Linked DNA regions of Mus musculus: all the other regions are linked to region 1. Evidence: chromatin contacts called from public Hi-C data. All regions are on one chromosome and are shown on one strand. Each heading gives the region's core, a stretch centred on a gene start, on an enhancer-like site or on the middle of the called end of the contact. The rest is flanking DNA. Distances are from core to core; before and after follow the strand shown. Region 1 holds the start of Acot3 (acyl-CoA thioesterase 3). Region 2 holds the start of Entpd5 (ectonucleoside triphosphate diphosphohydrolase 5). Region 3 overlaps Papln (papilin, proteoglycan-like sulfated glycoprotein). Region 4 holds the start of Papln (papilin, proteoglycan-like sulfated glycoprotein).

The links. Hi-C and Micro-C count contacts between places; a contact is called where the count stands out from the background.
Region 2: a contact with region 1 is called in a Hi-C map of liver, with 1.9 times the contacts expected there. The contact joins the promoter of Entpd5 here to the promoter of Acot3 in region 1. A contact is called at or near these places in 1 of 39 promoter capture datasets (hippocampal neurons) and 1 of 484 Hi-C or Micro-C datasets (liver).
Region 3: a Hi-C map of liver shows a contact between it and region 1, with 2.0 times the contacts expected there. The contact joins the enhancer-like site here to the promoter of Acot3 in region 1. A contact is called at or near these places in 3 of 39 promoter capture datasets (embryonic stem cells and neural stem cells), 3 of 15 datasets of contacts at CTCF or cohesin (embryonic stem cells, large pre-B cells and pro-B cells), 19 of 484 Hi-C or Micro-C datasets (the Ba/F3 cell line, the G1E-ER4 cell line, the HL-1 cell line and 6 more), 4 of 115 datasets of contacts at active chromatin or transcription factors (astrocytes, embryonic stem cells and stem cell-derived neural progenitor cells) and 5 of 9 other capture datasets (adipose tissue, embryonic stem cells, liver and 2 more).
Region 4: a contact with region 1 is called in a Hi-C map of bone marrow-derived macrophages, with 27 read pairs. The contact joins the promoter of Papln here to the promoter of Acot3 in region 1. A contact is called at or near these places in 9 of 39 promoter capture datasets (the C10 cell line, cranial neural crest, embryonic stem cells and 4 more), 2 of 15 datasets of contacts at CTCF or cohesin (embryonic stem cells and large pre-B cells), 16 of 484 Hi-C or Micro-C datasets (the G1E-ER4 cell line, the HL-1 cell line, LSK cells and 3 more), 12 of 115 datasets of contacts at active chromatin or transcription factors (T-cell acute lymphoblastic leukemia, bone marrow-derived macrophages, embryonic limb bud and 5 more) and 5 of 9 other capture datasets (adipose tissue, embryonic stem cells, liver and 2 more).

What each region holds. Positions count from the first base shown.
Region 1 is chr12:84,050,761-84,054,619 of GRCm38.p6, reverse strand. It overlaps Acot3 (acyl-CoA thioesterase 3), which reads right to left and starts at 2,476. Exons shown (of 4, transcript NM_001346701.1): 1 at 2,440-2,476; 2 at 679-1,147. The coding sequence starts at 1,135. Gm40474 (a long non-coding RNA gene) reads left to right here and starts at 843. Exons shown (of 3, transcript XR_872870.2): 1 at 843-1,124.
Region 2 is chr12:84,407,557-84,410,965 of GRCm38.p6, reverse strand. It overlaps Entpd5 (ectonucleoside triphosphate diphosphohydrolase 5), which reads left to right and starts at 1,937. Exons shown (of 16, transcript NM_001026214.2): 1 at 1,937-1,996. It overlaps Bbof1 (basal body orientation factor 1), which reads right to left and starts at 1,898. Exons shown (of 12, transcript NM_028377.3): 1 at 1,711-1,898. The coding sequence starts at 1,784.
Region 3 is chr12:83,789,249-83,793,140 of GRCm38.p6, reverse strand. Papln (papilin, proteoglycan-like sulfated glycoprotein) reads right to left here. Exons shown (of 27, transcript NM_130887.3): 26 at 3,820-3,892; 27 at 757-1,309. The coding sequence ends at 1,134. Among named protein-coding and RNA genes, the nearest start is that of Papln, 28 kb to the right of the region's middle. Within about 2 kb of position 2,565, at least 23 of the 459 cell types and tissues checked have an H3K27ac peak or open chromatin away from gene starts, as enhancers often do. A contact at or near this core is called in cerebral cortex and liver, where this site is marked.
Region 4 is chr12:83,762,276-83,765,840 of GRCm38.p6, reverse strand. It overlaps Papln (papilin, proteoglycan-like sulfated glycoprotein), which reads right to left and starts at 2,207. Exons shown (of 27, transcript NM_130887.3): 1 at 2,125-2,207.

The DNA.
Region 1 (3,859 bases), core at 1,227-3,726:
TCTCGGTTTTCCACATCGCTTCCCTATCCTAGAGCTATATGACGGCAGACAAACTTGCAAAACTAAATTTTACCTATTCTATAAGTACTACTTTCTTAATCCTCAGACCCTCACTAAACTGCCATTTCTGTTGGCATTTTAAAGGGATATGAAACAGTTGACCAAATCCCCTGGAACAGCACTCTGAGATTCTCTGTACTTAAGTCTTTCTCAAAGCTGTGGCTCTTTTACCCTGGGAAAGAGTTACATCAAAATCACCTAAGAAACAAAACTCTCTGACAGGCCACACGCGCACTTTCAGATTCCAGATTCTGAGCGGTGGCGCCAAAGCCCTGCAAATCATAAAGTCACCCAGTGCTTGCGCTGACTTTGCCTGAAGGGCTGTTCTTGAGCAACAGATGTCAAACGCGAACCCCTGCACAACCACCCATAGGTCTTACTATCAGAGTGCAGATTTCTAGCTTACAGGGCTTTGGGGGAACTCGGATGCTCTAAGGTCCTAAACTCCTGCGGTGACCTTCATTCACTTCAGGACACGACTCACCTAGCCATGAACCCAAGTCCTTAAGGCTTTTCCAGGGAGCCCCCTGAAAAGTGTGGGAGACAGGGAAGAAGGGGCCCTTGCGCTGCACCCCTGAAGCATCCCGGGCTGCAAGCACAGGAGGGAAGGCTGCTCACCTGGGGGCAGGAAGAGCGTGGCGCGCACCCGGCCCTCGCGCACCGGCACGCGCCGAACCCCGGGGGCCATGAAGTGACGCTCGTGCACCGCCCGCGCCAGCCGCTGCCCGCCGTCGGGCTCGTGTCCGTCCAGCACCTCCAGCTCCACCACAAAGGGCGTCTGCACGTCGCGCTTGATCAGGCGCCAGAAAGGCCGATCGGGCTCCATGGCCCAGAGCAGCCCCATGGGCTCGAGCCCCGAGAAGCTGCCGCCCAGCGCGGGCGTGCGCGCCAGGTCCAGCTCGCCGTGGGAGTCCGCGCGGTAGCGCGCGTGGGCTCGGAAGAGCGCGCCCTTCTCGTCGCGCAGGACAGAGCGCAGCGTGACGGGCTGCTCCGGGGCCAGGCCGCGCACAGCGATGTGCACCGGCTGGTCACAAAGGCAACCACCCGCGGGCTCCAGGATCACAGTAGGTGCCATCCGGTTCGGGTTCTGGGTGGTAAATGCGTGCATTGGTTCTGATTGTGGCTCTGGCTTTGTGGCTTTTAGGCCTCCCTGGACTTGCTGTTACAGCTTAAAGTGTTCCTGGTTCTCTTAGAGAGAGCCTCTGTGATAAGCCCGTTAGCGTTTGTTAAGTACGGGAGATGCATAATGATTAATCTTGTCTTACAACTTGGTACGTGTTGAAATCGTGTTTAAAAAGAAAGATTGGGAAAGATACCGCTACAAAAGTCTGGATTGTGCCAAAGCATATCAGGGAACTGTCATTCTACTGATCCATGCCAAACAAGCCCTTATTCCCTTACTCTCCTTACGCCCCTTCCAAGCCTCTTTCTAGTCTTTGTGGAACCTGGAGCCACTTCTGCTGAAACCAGACTGATTCTGCTCCTTAATTACATTCCAGGTAGCGGTGCCGGTGGTGGTGGTTGTTTTGAGATAAGGTTTCCTCACTCTCAAGTTGACCTTGAATTTTCTATGTAGCTAAGGATGGCCTGAATTTCCTGCCCCCACCTTCCAAATGTTGGGAATCAGGGCCTGCCTGCACCACCAGCTCTGCGCTCGTCCGGTTCCTTGTCAAGATGTGTAACCATTTGTCCTTAACTGAAAAGGTTTCCTAGAATGAGTCAATGGGCAGGGAGTTGGTGTTTTCCAGCTCAGCTGAGAGAGAAAGTTCAAGCAAACTGGGTTTTTTGGAAAGGTTTCGTAAATAGACGTGTTACAAAAGCAAGGGCAACTGCTCTGTAGAAAGAGAGAGCAGGCATGTTAGAGTTGGGAATAGAGGGAGAAAAGGGCTTGCAGCTGGGCGAGAGACAGCTAAGTTGGGTCAGGGTTGGCAGGTAGACAGGCTTCTCCGAAGCTCCTTCCCCAAGAAAGACAAACAAGGCCTTGTGGCTCATTAACAGAGTCTTGCTTCTAATGGAGCTAATTGTAGCTGACTAAGTTTTAAGGGTGGCTTCTAAAAAAAAAAAAAAAAGAAAGAAAGAAACAAACCAAAAAACCCCAAAAAACAAAAACCCAAAACCAAAAAAAACATGACCTAATCCTATTCCAGACTGCACCTACTATAAGCTAAATATGAGGTAACCAAGAAAAACCACAGCTATGTCTTGGTAGCTGTGATAACTGTTAACTCTCCATAGACAGAAAAGGAAAAAGGCCCGTGGTCACGCTAGAGCTAATGACATAAGGCAGAACCAAAGAGAGGATAAATAACATGACTAGCCGACCCCAGAAAGCTCCAAGACTAGCCAGACCGTGCAAGGTTGGAGTAGTGCAACACTTACCAGCAGACAGACAAGGTCAAGAGCTAATAACGGCAGAAGTCAGAGATGGACAGAGAAGGGCTTCAACCAGCCCTAACCAGGCAAGCATAAACAGCTTTTGAGCTCCCTGATTGGACCAGGTGACTGTGCATAGACTATGTGCCTTCCAATGTTCAACTTTCCCATACTCAGATAATCTACCTCAGTGTTGGTCCACTGTCTGTGTTGAGTCCTATAAGAAGTCCCTAGATAAGCTCAAAGAATTTGATTTTCTTCTCTTGGGGAACCTCTCCGGAATTCTGCTTTCTGCTGTATTTCATCTTTATTCTGTCAGCTTTCTACCTGTAGTAATAAAATTATTCCTCAAGCGTTGTCAGTGAATTTCATTCTTCAAGTTTCTGATAAGTCAGGGAGACAGCCCCCCCCCCCACTCCCCATTGCCACAGCGCTGGTTGCACTCACAGGGACGCTCCTGCGTTTCCATTCTTTGTAACTCTTGAAGAAACATTCTCCCAAAGGTTGCAGTCAGGTAATTTCAAATATAGCCCATGGTCAATATATCAAATATATCAAATATATCCCATGGTCAATAGCCTCATGTCACTTTCCGAACTTTTTGTATTTGGTCCCTGGTGAATGTGTAAGCACCTCTGCTGGTTTTGGAAATTTGTGTAGCTGTAAAAATTTTTTCAAAAAATAGAGGTTCAGATCCCTCTTATGGTGGTTTAGTCACTCTTGGAGCTGAATTTTATCCTATCTTTTGGTGTTTTGTAGAGGAGGAGGCTCGAAGGTAGATAGCTTGTGGTAGCCTGGCTTGTGCTCTGTGTACTGAAAATGGCTCTTTAAAAGCCCTCACACAACTCTTTAAGGGAGATGTAAGAATCAGGTTTGCCTGCCTGTGACAAACCACCTGAGCTACCCAGCTTATTACTACAAGGGAGAAAGGCTTCTCTTAGCTCCTGGCTTCAGAGGCCCCAGTCTACAGCAGCTCGGCTTTATTGCCCTGGGTCTGTGGTCAGACAGAACACCATTACAGGACACCTGTGGCAGAGCAGAGCTGCCCCCTTCCTGGCAGCTGGAAGCAGAGGGGGAGGGGTGAAATCTCCTTCAAGGGCATGCTCCCTGTGGTCTGAACCTCTTCCATCAGGCCCTACCTCCTAAGGTCCGTATGACCTCCCAGTAGCGCCGCAGACTGGAAACCAAGTGTTTAGCATGTAGCCTTTGGAGGACTTTTGAGAGTCAAACATAACTGGAAGGTTGCCTTGTTCTAAGGATAATTAACTGAAATGGAAGGCAGGGTTTTTCAAAACGACCGATGCCCCTGTGTGCAAAGTCTTGTCATCCTAGTGACACATTGGTCCCACCCCTCTTGATTCCTCAAAACACTGATCTTTAACTCACCTGATTGGGTGCTCACCATGACCTTTCCCTTAGTTGCAGC
Region 2 (3,409 bases), core at 688-3,187, 360 kb before region 1:
TAAAAGCATATATTGTTGGACTAATGCATTAATACATTAATAATATATATATATATTAGTATTCATATAAGAGACTTAAATTGGTGCTTCTTCCTCAAGAGGAGAACTTTGGAGTATGACTATTAATTATTTTTGAAGTATGACTTAAAGGATGAGAAAAACAAAGAGGAAATAAGAGGCCAAATGTATTTCATAAAGCTCTCTAGCTTCTCATGTACTCCATTCTCCATATTCTTGTTTCCTGCTCTTTGCTGTGCTGAGTATCAGACCCAGGCTCGAGCATGCTAGGCAAGTGCTCTGCAATCCTTTCTCCTCTTTCACTCAGTTGTGAGCCTGGGTCTCATGTTCTACACGAAGACACAATTGTTGTATATCTGTCCTCTCCACAGCCTTTGTTGCTATTGTTTTGTTTTGCTTAGTTCTTAGACAAAGGATCAGGTTACTTGGGGCAGGTATGTTAAGTACTTCATTTGTTGGTAAGTACTTCATGTTAAGTACTTCAATTGTTGGTAACACATTATCCCAGGCTTTAAGGATGCCTGAAAAACACACACCATAGTCATTGATGCAGAGATGGGGGAAAAAAAAAGTAAGACCTTGGGAATGTAGACATGTAGAAGCAGAATGTACAGTAAGCATACATCAGGTAGAAGTAGAATGTATAATAAGCATACATTAGGAAGAAGAAGACTGAATGGTATGCATACATCAGGTAAAGTTAGAGTGCATGGTATGCATGTATCAGGTAGAAGTAGAAGTAGAATGCATGGTAAGTATACATCAAGGCCCTAGGATGGATTCAAAAGGTAAAGTCCTTTGAAATAAAGATTGCACCAGCATTAACAAAACACTGTGGTACAGAGCTGGAGAGATAGCTCAGAGATTAAGAGCACTGACTGTTCTTCCAGAGGTTCTGAGTTCAACTCCCAGCAACCACATGGTGGCTCACAACCATCTGTAATGGGATCTTCTGGAGTGTGCCTAAAGACAGCATACAGTGTATGCATATAAATAAAAATAAACAAATCTTTTTTAAAAAGAAAGTTACTCTCTTAAGTTACTTTGCTGGAGATGGTACCTAGGACCCTGCACAAGAAGCACTCTATCACTGAACTACACTCAGACTTGTTTTTAAAGACGAGGTCTCCATATGTAGCAGTGGCTGTGATCTCCCTGCCTCAGCCTCCAGAGCAATGCGACCAGAGGTGTGTGTTACTTAACTTGTCTCCAGAGAATTCACATTACAGTCACAAGCTTAAGCGATCCCTTTGCATTTCTCATCTACGGCGTTGAACTCCTTGTGTGACTCCAAAGTCCTGAGGAACCATCCTGTAGCCCAGTCATTCTATTGACATTCTAGCAACAATTCCTAGGGACCATCCATGGGGTTAGCGCTATAGCTGTTCACTCTGTGTCTCTGTGTGTGGTGTTTGTGTGTGTACTGATCCGTCCAGTTAAATCATTTCGCGTGCTCCCTTTGATCCCAAGAGGATTCCTGAATGACCCAAGGAACAACTTTAACCACTCAGACAAGAGCTAGAATAGAAAAGAATGTGTTTATATCAGTCTCACAATGGAGAGCTCTCAGATCTTAGGGCCAATCAAGAATGAACAGGAGCTGTCCACAAAAGCCTGACAGAGGCATCCAGTTAGCGCCGCAAAATGACAAGGGTAGGCAGGGGGAACGGGGAGCCTCTGCGCTGCTCTTACTTTGGTTCTTTGCCTTTGTTTTTGCCTTTCCTCTTGTCTTTCCTCTTGTCTTTCCTCTTGTCCTTCGCCGGCATCTTGACTTCTGCGGGAGTCTCACCGTGCTGGTGTCCTGGTGGCCGCCACCTGGGCCGACTCCGTCTCTAAGGAAACCACCACGCCGAAGGGCTAACGTCCTCCGCGCCGTTGAGGGCACGCGGAGGGCGCACGCGCGTGACGTGACCGCGGCGAGGGGCGGGGCGGAGATCGCTCCGAGGCGGCGGGCGTCCGCGCCAGGGCGGCGCGCGCGGTGAGTGTGCACGAGCCTCGGCGGCGCTCCCGGGGTTGGAGCCGGGCGGGAGGCCGGGAGCTCGGCAGGGGCGGGTGTCGGGCGCGGGGCTGCGGCGTCTTAGCCTCCCACGACTTGTCTCGCGCCCCCTGAGGCTCCATGGCCGGCGGCTCTCCGACCGCCCCGCGCGCATCGGAGCGGCGCCAGTGAGGCTTGAAGCGCTTCCAGTCGGGCGGGCGGATCTTCCAAGCCTCTGGCGCGGCCACCGTGGCGGTCCTGCCCGCATCCCTGCTTCTGTCTCGGTGGCGGCGCCCTCGCTGCCCGCCTCATGCTTACCTCCCCTCCATCCTCGCTTCTGTCTCGCGGGCTCCCTGGAGGACAGTGCACCCGGGGACATCCCAGGCCAAACGCTTTCAGGGAGGCAGTTGACTTTTCCGAGGGCGGTGGCTTGAGTGAGGCTGTCAGCCTCCGAGGGTCCGCGGGCTCCGGTGCTCAGACTCTGGCTCCCCTGCCTGGAGCGGTGTGGCGGGGGGGGGGGGGGGGGATCGTTGGTCCCCGGATCTAGGTGGCAGGTGCTTGGCTCCAGCCGACCGCCAGGTTCCTGTTAGTTAACATCGCCCACATCCTCTAGTGCCTGAAGTCCCATTGCTGCAAGTTGCATAAAGTTGCAAGCACTTGCCTCGCACCCGGGTTCCCGAGGAGTAGTACTCCATCCAGTATTCTAGTTGGTTCAGAAGAGGAACCCTGTGATTATGTCTTCATTCACTGAGCGTGAGTGAGTCATTACGGAAGACAGGTATTGTGGCTGCCTTGTCAATAGGCTTGGGAGTGAAGCGCGGTTCTGCTTTATCACTCCGCTTCAAATTTCATTTAACATTTATTTTGAAACATCATTGTTAGAACTCCTCCTCCCCTCTCTCTAGGGAGACCTTAGTTACTAAGCCCCTAACTGTAAGGTGACATCTTTGACCTCTAAATCTCTCTTTTCCCACCTCATCCCCCCCCCAGAGGGCGTGGTTTGTGTGGTTTGTAAATTTTGCGGTTAGAGTAAGCAAGTAGATTTGATGAGAGACCTTGGAAACCGTTTGAACCTTCTGCTAGCACGGCTATGGCCTATTTTGACTATATTTCTGGTGACATGCCATGAACTTATGAGTAGAATCACCTCTACATCATGTACCTTCCCTTAGATAATGTACATTACCTCTGAGAAGCAATCTATAAAGCACCTATTGCTAACTAGCAGAAAGGGAGTAGGGGCATTTTCTGTCATAGGTATGTATATTTAGACTTTTTATTTATTTGTTTGTTTGTTTGTTTTACAAAAATTGGTTGTAAATAAAAGCCAGTCCCACATTTACCATTTGAATATACTTCTACAGATTATCTCAGACATAAAATTTTGACTTAAAATAAAAGTGTCTTTGTTTATTT
Region 3 (3,892 bases), core at 1,316-3,815, 260 kb after region 1:
TGTTTACTCTGAGGCAGGATCTCACTGTGGCCCAGACTGCCTCACACTGTAGCTCTCCTGCTTCAGCCTCTCGAGCCCTGGGATTGTAGGCTTGCAGCACCATTGCAGCACCATTCGCAGCTGCTGTTCTACGGACTTTACAGCTGTGCTTCCGTGCGTGCAGTCAGGGCGGCTGGCCTGAGTCAGTTCTGCCACCCACCAGGGAGGTTCCAGAGAGCACATTCCAGCCATCAGGCTTGCCAGTGAGTGCCTTAACCACTGAGCCATCTCACCAGCTCCCAGCCACTGTTTGCAGCATAGTCTGAGTTTCTCTAGCAACAGATAAGCTCCACAGATTCCTACTTAAGGAAGCATGACTCTTCACTACTCAGAGCAGGCCAGTGAGCTGTGTAAGGAGTGGACCTTTTCAGGCTGTCTGGCTTTTCCATCCCACACCCCTGCATCGCAGCCTATGGCCTCCACCTTGCTGAGTGCTTTTCCCTGGCATTACACTGTGAGCTTCACACACTGATGGTGGTGAAGGCAGCTGTGCCACTGCCACTGCCCAGGAAGATGGACAGCCTGAATGACTGCTCACCTCTCCCCACACACAGACCTGGATTCTAGCAGGAATCCTTGTCTGACTGAGCAGTTACCGTCCCCCTGCCATCACAGACACCCCACCCAGCTGGCTCTGCAGTGCGCTAAGTGGATTCTCTGTACAAATTGAGCACCTCTCACCCAAAATCAAACGTGCTTCGAAACCCGGACAGTTTTGAAAGCTGACATGGCGATTGGGTCTTTGAAGCTTCGGAGCATTTCAGAACTTTAGGTTAGGGACGTTCAATTAGTAAAGTCTACAAATACTTAATAGCTTAAAACACTTTGGTCCAAAGCATTTCAGATAAAAGGTCCTCGGTGCAGTAGATACTATAGAGGGGAGGTGTAAAGGGTTCCTCTTCTTCACAGCAGCCTGTGGTCATATCAGACAGACCCTGCTGAGCACTACAAGGGAAGCCGGCACTGGCAGCTGCTGGGGCTCAACCCTGGATTTCTGAGAGGGGCAGGATCTGAAAGACGACTCCCTCTGCAAGCCATGTCTTACCATCCCTTCTCCCCAGCAAACTATCCAGACCTGGCGCCACAGCCAGCCTTCATCCCTGCTGCCACACAGGCTGGGCATTTGGCTGGAAGCGGGAGCAGCTGGCACAGCAGAAGCTGGAGTAATATTCATTGCCACAGAGCTGGGCCTGCAGGATCAACGCACAGTTGGCCAGCTCCGGCTGGTCGATGCAGTCCTTGCCTAGGTCCCTGGACTGTGCGGCTGGCGCTGCAGGACAAGGAGAGAAAGGGCTGAGGCAGCTCTCGCTGCAGCCTCTCACAGGCCCTCCTGTGACCCTTATCTGCGGCCTATGCCCAGTGCACAGCCTTTTCCAGGCTTTCCTATTTCTGGCTAGACCATCGACGGCTCCACATTTAACTTCCTGCCCTACTGTCTGGAACTGCAAAGCCAATGACAGCTATATGGGCCCAGATTGGCAGGAAAGATCAGTAGGGTCAGTCCTAGGGAAACCGGAAGTCAGTAAGCCATTGCCATCTTCCTATTGCTACTGGGTTCCACCAACCTCCCAGCTTGCATCTGTCTCCTATATCCCCATCTTTCCTGGTTTCCACCCGAGAACGTGATGAATCTTCAAAGTTCTAAGACTACACGGAGGCCCAAGCCCGCGTGCCACCCTCAATATCCTACGAGTGTCTGGTGATTGTTAAGAATTTGATTCCACTCTCTCATCCTACAATTACCCCCCTTCTCTCTGCAGGCTCTTGCAGCACTGTCCCTACCACCAGGCACACAGCAAAAACCTGAGTGCTGTCTGCTGCCCTGGCCCCACAGCCGTGTCCTCCCCTCAGAAAATGAGGCAGACAGAATGGTTAGCAGACAGCCTTTGTCCCCACAATATATCCTATTCACTTAACCCTTGGGCAGAACAAGCCAGGGTGAGAAAAGCCTAAGCCAACTAACTCCAGTGCTCCCAGTCATGAGACACTCACTATGTGACTCCAAACCAACGAGTTAGAACAGATCTGCAGCCTGGTCAGTGAAAGGAATACAGACAGGCTGGGGGGGGACAGCCGGGCTTCTGGAGAGATGCCTCCAGAATATGGAACATATTCTTAGCCACATGCAGCAGAGAGCAAAAGAGGCCTGTGGCCGTGGGTGGTGTCTGGGAGATCAGCTTGGCAGCCACACATCACCAAAAGCCTAAAAGCCTACTAGCCACCATTGTCAAACAAGCTTCCCTCACTGTAGACACATCTACGGCTGATCACAAATGTAAACATCCAGGTCCCCTTGAGGAGTTTGGTAGTGTGGTAGGTTTTGTCTTAAGTCAGGATAATGTTCTAGAATTCATAGGCATGTGTCACCATGTATCACCATGCTCAGATCCTCAGTCTCCTAAGGTCTCTTCTCTTCACCACAGTAAATCTGCATTCTGGGTTTTCCTGGTCTTATTAGTTTGATCAGTGTATAGATGAGTAGGATTTTCTAGAAACATCAAAGGTAGAAGTCCTGCCATATGGGACTTTGACCAGAGTGTGGTCACACAGGCACACACAGTCACAGCCGTGTGAGTCTCCATATTGCAGAGCACTTGTCTGGGCCCTAGGGTCCCAGGGAGCTCACAGAGGGAAACCTGAGTGTCAGTCTCACAAAGCAACACTGTAGCAGACACCTTCAACCCCTGGCCAGTTCTCACCCGCAGTCTGGCATCCAGGAGGACAGCCAGGCCTGCCCCGGTGGCACGGCAATGTTCAAGCACACCAGGCAGTTGGTACCATTACCGCCAAGCCAAGAACCCTTTCTCTGGCATCTTCGGGATGCACCTCAGGTTATGAGAACTGGCTGTTTGACTGGAGGCTCTGAGCTGTTTGATGTTCCATCTCCCTGAAACACTAAGACCTGTGGAGAGCACTGTGAGGGGCCCCTCCTGCCCTGTCACTTAAACACAGAGCCCCTGCAAGTTTGAACATCAAACAGTCCTGCTTCACGAGTTCTGAGATGGAGCTTAAGAGAACAGGCACAGTAGCACCTTGGAAGCAGAGGCAGGGAGATTAAAGGTGAGACCAGCGTTGGCTACATAACAAGTTCAAGGTCAGCCTGGGCTACATAAGTTAAGTAAAATCAGGAGTCAAAAAGCCTGGGCTTGAGTCCCAGCTGGCCACAAATCTGCTGTGTGAACAAGTGGGAACACCCTGCAGCTCTCTGGCTGCCTGTCTCGTGGAAAAAGGATGAGGGTGACTGTATCCTATTACATGCCTAGATGATCAAAAACACACGTTTCCATCCTACAGCCATTTTTTATATAAATTTTTAATCTTTATCTTTAAATTACAAACTGTACGTGATTTGGAAAGGAGACTGTGCCAACAATGATCAAAGAATCTGTCCTCTGCCTTTTCTATTTATTTGTTCTCCGTGTTTGTCACGGTGCTGGGCTAGAGCCTAAGGCCTTAGGCAAGAGCTCTGCACTGAGCCACAGCCCAGACCCACAGGGCCTTCTGCCACCCTGATTAGAATTTGGACTTTAGCAGCCAACCACCATGAACATTATGTTAGGGATAAAGCTGAATGACAGAACTCTGACCACTTTGCTACATCTTCACCATGGCCTTAGATGGTGGGCTAGCCCCAGTAAAGCAGGGCTCTGGGGCCATAAGAAACACCCACCCCTGTTACAGTGCCAGTAACCAGAACGTGAGCACAGATGAGAACGTGCCCGTGGCCCTTGGTGCTCAGCTGCCTTCAGGACAGCAAAGCCCATGACGAGCCTTTCTCACCTGGGAGGGCCACCTTCACCTCGGTGCTGCGACTCACAGCCTGGCTCCCACGGAAGGCACTGCATGTGTAAGA
Region 4 (3,565 bases), core at 958-3,457, 290 kb after region 1:
TTAAAAGGCTGGGCTGGCGAGATGGCTCAGTGGTTAAGAGCGCCGACTGCTCTTCCGAAGGTCCCGAGTTCAAATCCCAGCAACCACATGGTGGCTCACAACCATCCGTAACGAAATCTGATACCCTCTTCTGGGGTGTCTGAAGACAGCTACAGTGTACTTACATATAATAAATAAATAAATAAATAAATAAATCTTTTTAAAAAAAAAAAAAAAAAGAATTTAAAAGGCCAGCCTTTAATCCCAGCACTTGGGAGGCAGAGGCAGGTGGATTTCTGAGTTCGAGGCCAGCCTGGTATACAAACAGCCAAGGCTACACAGAGAAACCCTGTCTTGAAAAACAAAAACAAAAACAAAAGAATTTAAAAGGCCGTTTCATTCCCTTTAAAGACAACTAATAAAAATAGATTTGCAGACAGGTTTTCATTACTCAAATTAAGTGGTGTGTGTGTGTATGCGCGCGCATGTGTGGTGTGAGTGTGAGTGTGTGGTGTTGCGTGGGTGTGAAGACCAGGGTTGATCACTGGTGTCCTCCACAGCTGCTCGGCTCCCTTACTTTTTGAGACAATGTCTTTGAACCCATAGCTCTGCTTTTTCTACTAGGCTGGCTGGCCAATTAGGTAGGAGGGATCCGCCTCCTCTCTCCTCCCACCCAGGGCTGGGGTTACAGAGCTTGCTGCAGGTCTGAATGCTTGCACAGCAAACAGTTCACTGACAGAGCCATCTTCCCAGCCCCCCACTACCCAAAAATAGTCCCAGCTACTGAGATGCTGGATACCCATTCACTACAATACCACTAGAGCCCAGGAGTTCAAGGCCAGTCTGGACAAAAAGGCTCAGCCCAAATTCAACTGCTTTTAAAATCTAAGTGCAAATCTTGGGGTACATGCTTAACTATGCCGAGACCCCTCAGCACCCATCCATGTTCTCTCTCTCTCTCTCTCTCTCTCTCTCTCTCTCTCTCTCTCTCTCTCTCTTCCTGTTTTAAAACCAAAAAGCCAACCCTTGCCTGCACAGGATCACCTCCTTCAGTCTTCACAAGGAGAGTACGCCCGCTTGAACCCAGAGTTGTGTGTAGGGTGTGCACATGTGCGGGCATAGCACTCTTATGAGCATGCGCACATTAGGTGTCTGCATAGTGCGGGGTGTGCTCGCGTGTGTGCACATGTTTCTGTATCAGAGACACGTAAGCAGTGTGCAGTTCAGTACAGGACATTAAACAAGCGCTGACAGGTATGTTAATGTTAAAATCTGTAATTCTAACTGATGTTCTGAATTCTTTTTACAATAAAACAACTTGCAGTCGTTTTATAGGTATGAAATATCGCGTTCAAAAGCCACGTTCAGCAAAGTTTACACCAGCATACGCATGGATGTAAGCCCTGGCTAATTTGTCACAGTCAGCAAGTCATTCTAATCACAGACTGCTGGGGAGAAGGTTGGAAGGGGGTCTAGTGCGCACTTGAGATGTGGGGATGCTGGGGGCAGCAGAGATCAAGGACTGACTGATGACGGGACTGGGAGGCGGGCGGGCGGACTAGCCTGAATGATGAACGTGACCAGAGGGAGACTGAAGAACTCAAGAGCTCCAGTCACTACTGCAGGCGCTGCCCAGACCTGCGACCTAGTGTGTCTGCGATTCCAAAGTCCGGAAAGCTTGATAATGTTCCTTCCTTCAACCTAAGGCCACCCGTGCGGGTCAGGATGACTCTTCCAAACCTGACCTGGGCTGGTGCCCTGTGACCCCAGGGGCACTGAGGCGCGGTTCCTACGGGGGCCCTGGGTGCCTGGCAGGTGCTGGCTGTGGCCTGGAACATCGCCAGGAAGTGCGCTGGCTCTGCAGGCTTCACCCGGGCAGTACAGAGGAGGCGGGGGCGGGGGGGGGGGTATGCTGTTCCAGGAGAAGAGCAGCTGGACTGCGGGGACCCGATTACCCGCCACTCCCCACCCCGGGCTCCAGATGTAGAGCTGAGACCCTCCTCAGTGCTCACGCAGCCACCTCACAGCCAGATCTCCCATGGTCTCTCACTTCCACGCCAACCACTACCTACAGGAGCCAGGCGGGGCAGAGGCCTTCAGATGCCCGGGGCGTGCCCTGCCCAAGGCGCCCGCTTGCCTTCCTACCTGTCTCTTGAAGCCCTGGAGCCGCCTTATCGGTGCCCAGCCTGGGTCAACTGTCAACTTCTCCAGCACCGACTACGAAAGCCAGGGGAGGGGAGGTTGGACTTTCTTTCCCCGCGGCTGGCTGGTTTCCTCCCCGCCCCATCTTCCCCCACCCAGTCGGCTGACACCCACCTCCAATCCCTGAAGGAGCACGGTGCCCCCACCGAGAGGCCCCGGGTACCCAGCATTGCCCCATGCCTCCTCCTTTTGGGTTCCTGCCAAGGCTTTGCTTATTCTTAAAACCTGTGGGCTCTGGGTCTTGGGTCTGAGCCAGCCACCTTTTCAGTCCCACTTCCGGTGCCCCAAGCTCTCCAGGTCTTTGTCAAAACCCCTCCTCGCTACACCAATCTCGCACCGACACACCTGGGTGTCCAACCACCTTCTGAATTTTATACTTTGGCTACAATCAGTTCACATTCACAGACAGACAGACAGACAGACAGACAGACAGACAGACAGACAGGAGAGAGAGAGAGAGAGAGAGAGAGAGAGAGAGAGAGAGAGAGAGAGATTCCCCATCACTATGAATTTACCTCATCCCTTTCCCGCTTTTGAAGCCTCTCCACTCACTCCATCCTGATCCTAGCGGCTGCAATTCCAATGGAGCATGGCAGTAAAAATCTGTGTAGATCGGCTGTGAGTTGAGGCTGGGTAACCACTGTAGCCACAGCCCTGGGCACCAGCTAGCATCAGAGCTATAGGCTCTTACCACTTCCACTTGTGGCAAATTTAATTTCCTTCCTGCTTTTACACCACCACCACCACAGTACCCCCCCCCTCCACACACACACAAATCAAGACATTTCCTTGCCAAACATTCCTTTTCAGAAAACAGAGTTTATTCATCCCTAGAAAAGGGCCTTGGCCCCGGGCCTGTGGAGGTCACAGAAAGAAGCGGGGCTCCTTGCTGACCCTGACCCTGTCACTTCTCTGGCTTTTCTGCCTCCTTCAGAGTTGGGTTGGTGTTTGCACTGAGGGAAGCAGGAAGCTCTTTATATTTCCCAGTGCAGGAGGGGACAGAGACCTGGTTTCAGGGCCCAGGAACACGGGGATTCTTGGATAAAGATGAACTTGGCAGCAAAGGGAGTGATGTGACTTAGAACCTCCCTAGAAAAGGAAAATGTTTCTTCACTCACAATCGACACACACACACACCGCACCACCACCACCCCCCCCACCCCCGCCTCCATCTCCGACCTTCCTGAACTAGGTCAAAGGTCCTTGTTAAAAAAAAAAACGGCAGGAAAAGGTTTCTCCTACTGCAGAAGGCTGGGGCAGCTACGAAGCAACCTTTTCTGATGGTTTTGGTTTGAGGGCTCCTTTTCAGATGCCTGGACTTGGACCCTTTTGTTCTGCCTCAGGGCAGCATCTCTCGGAGCCTAGGCTGGCCTCCGTGTGCAGC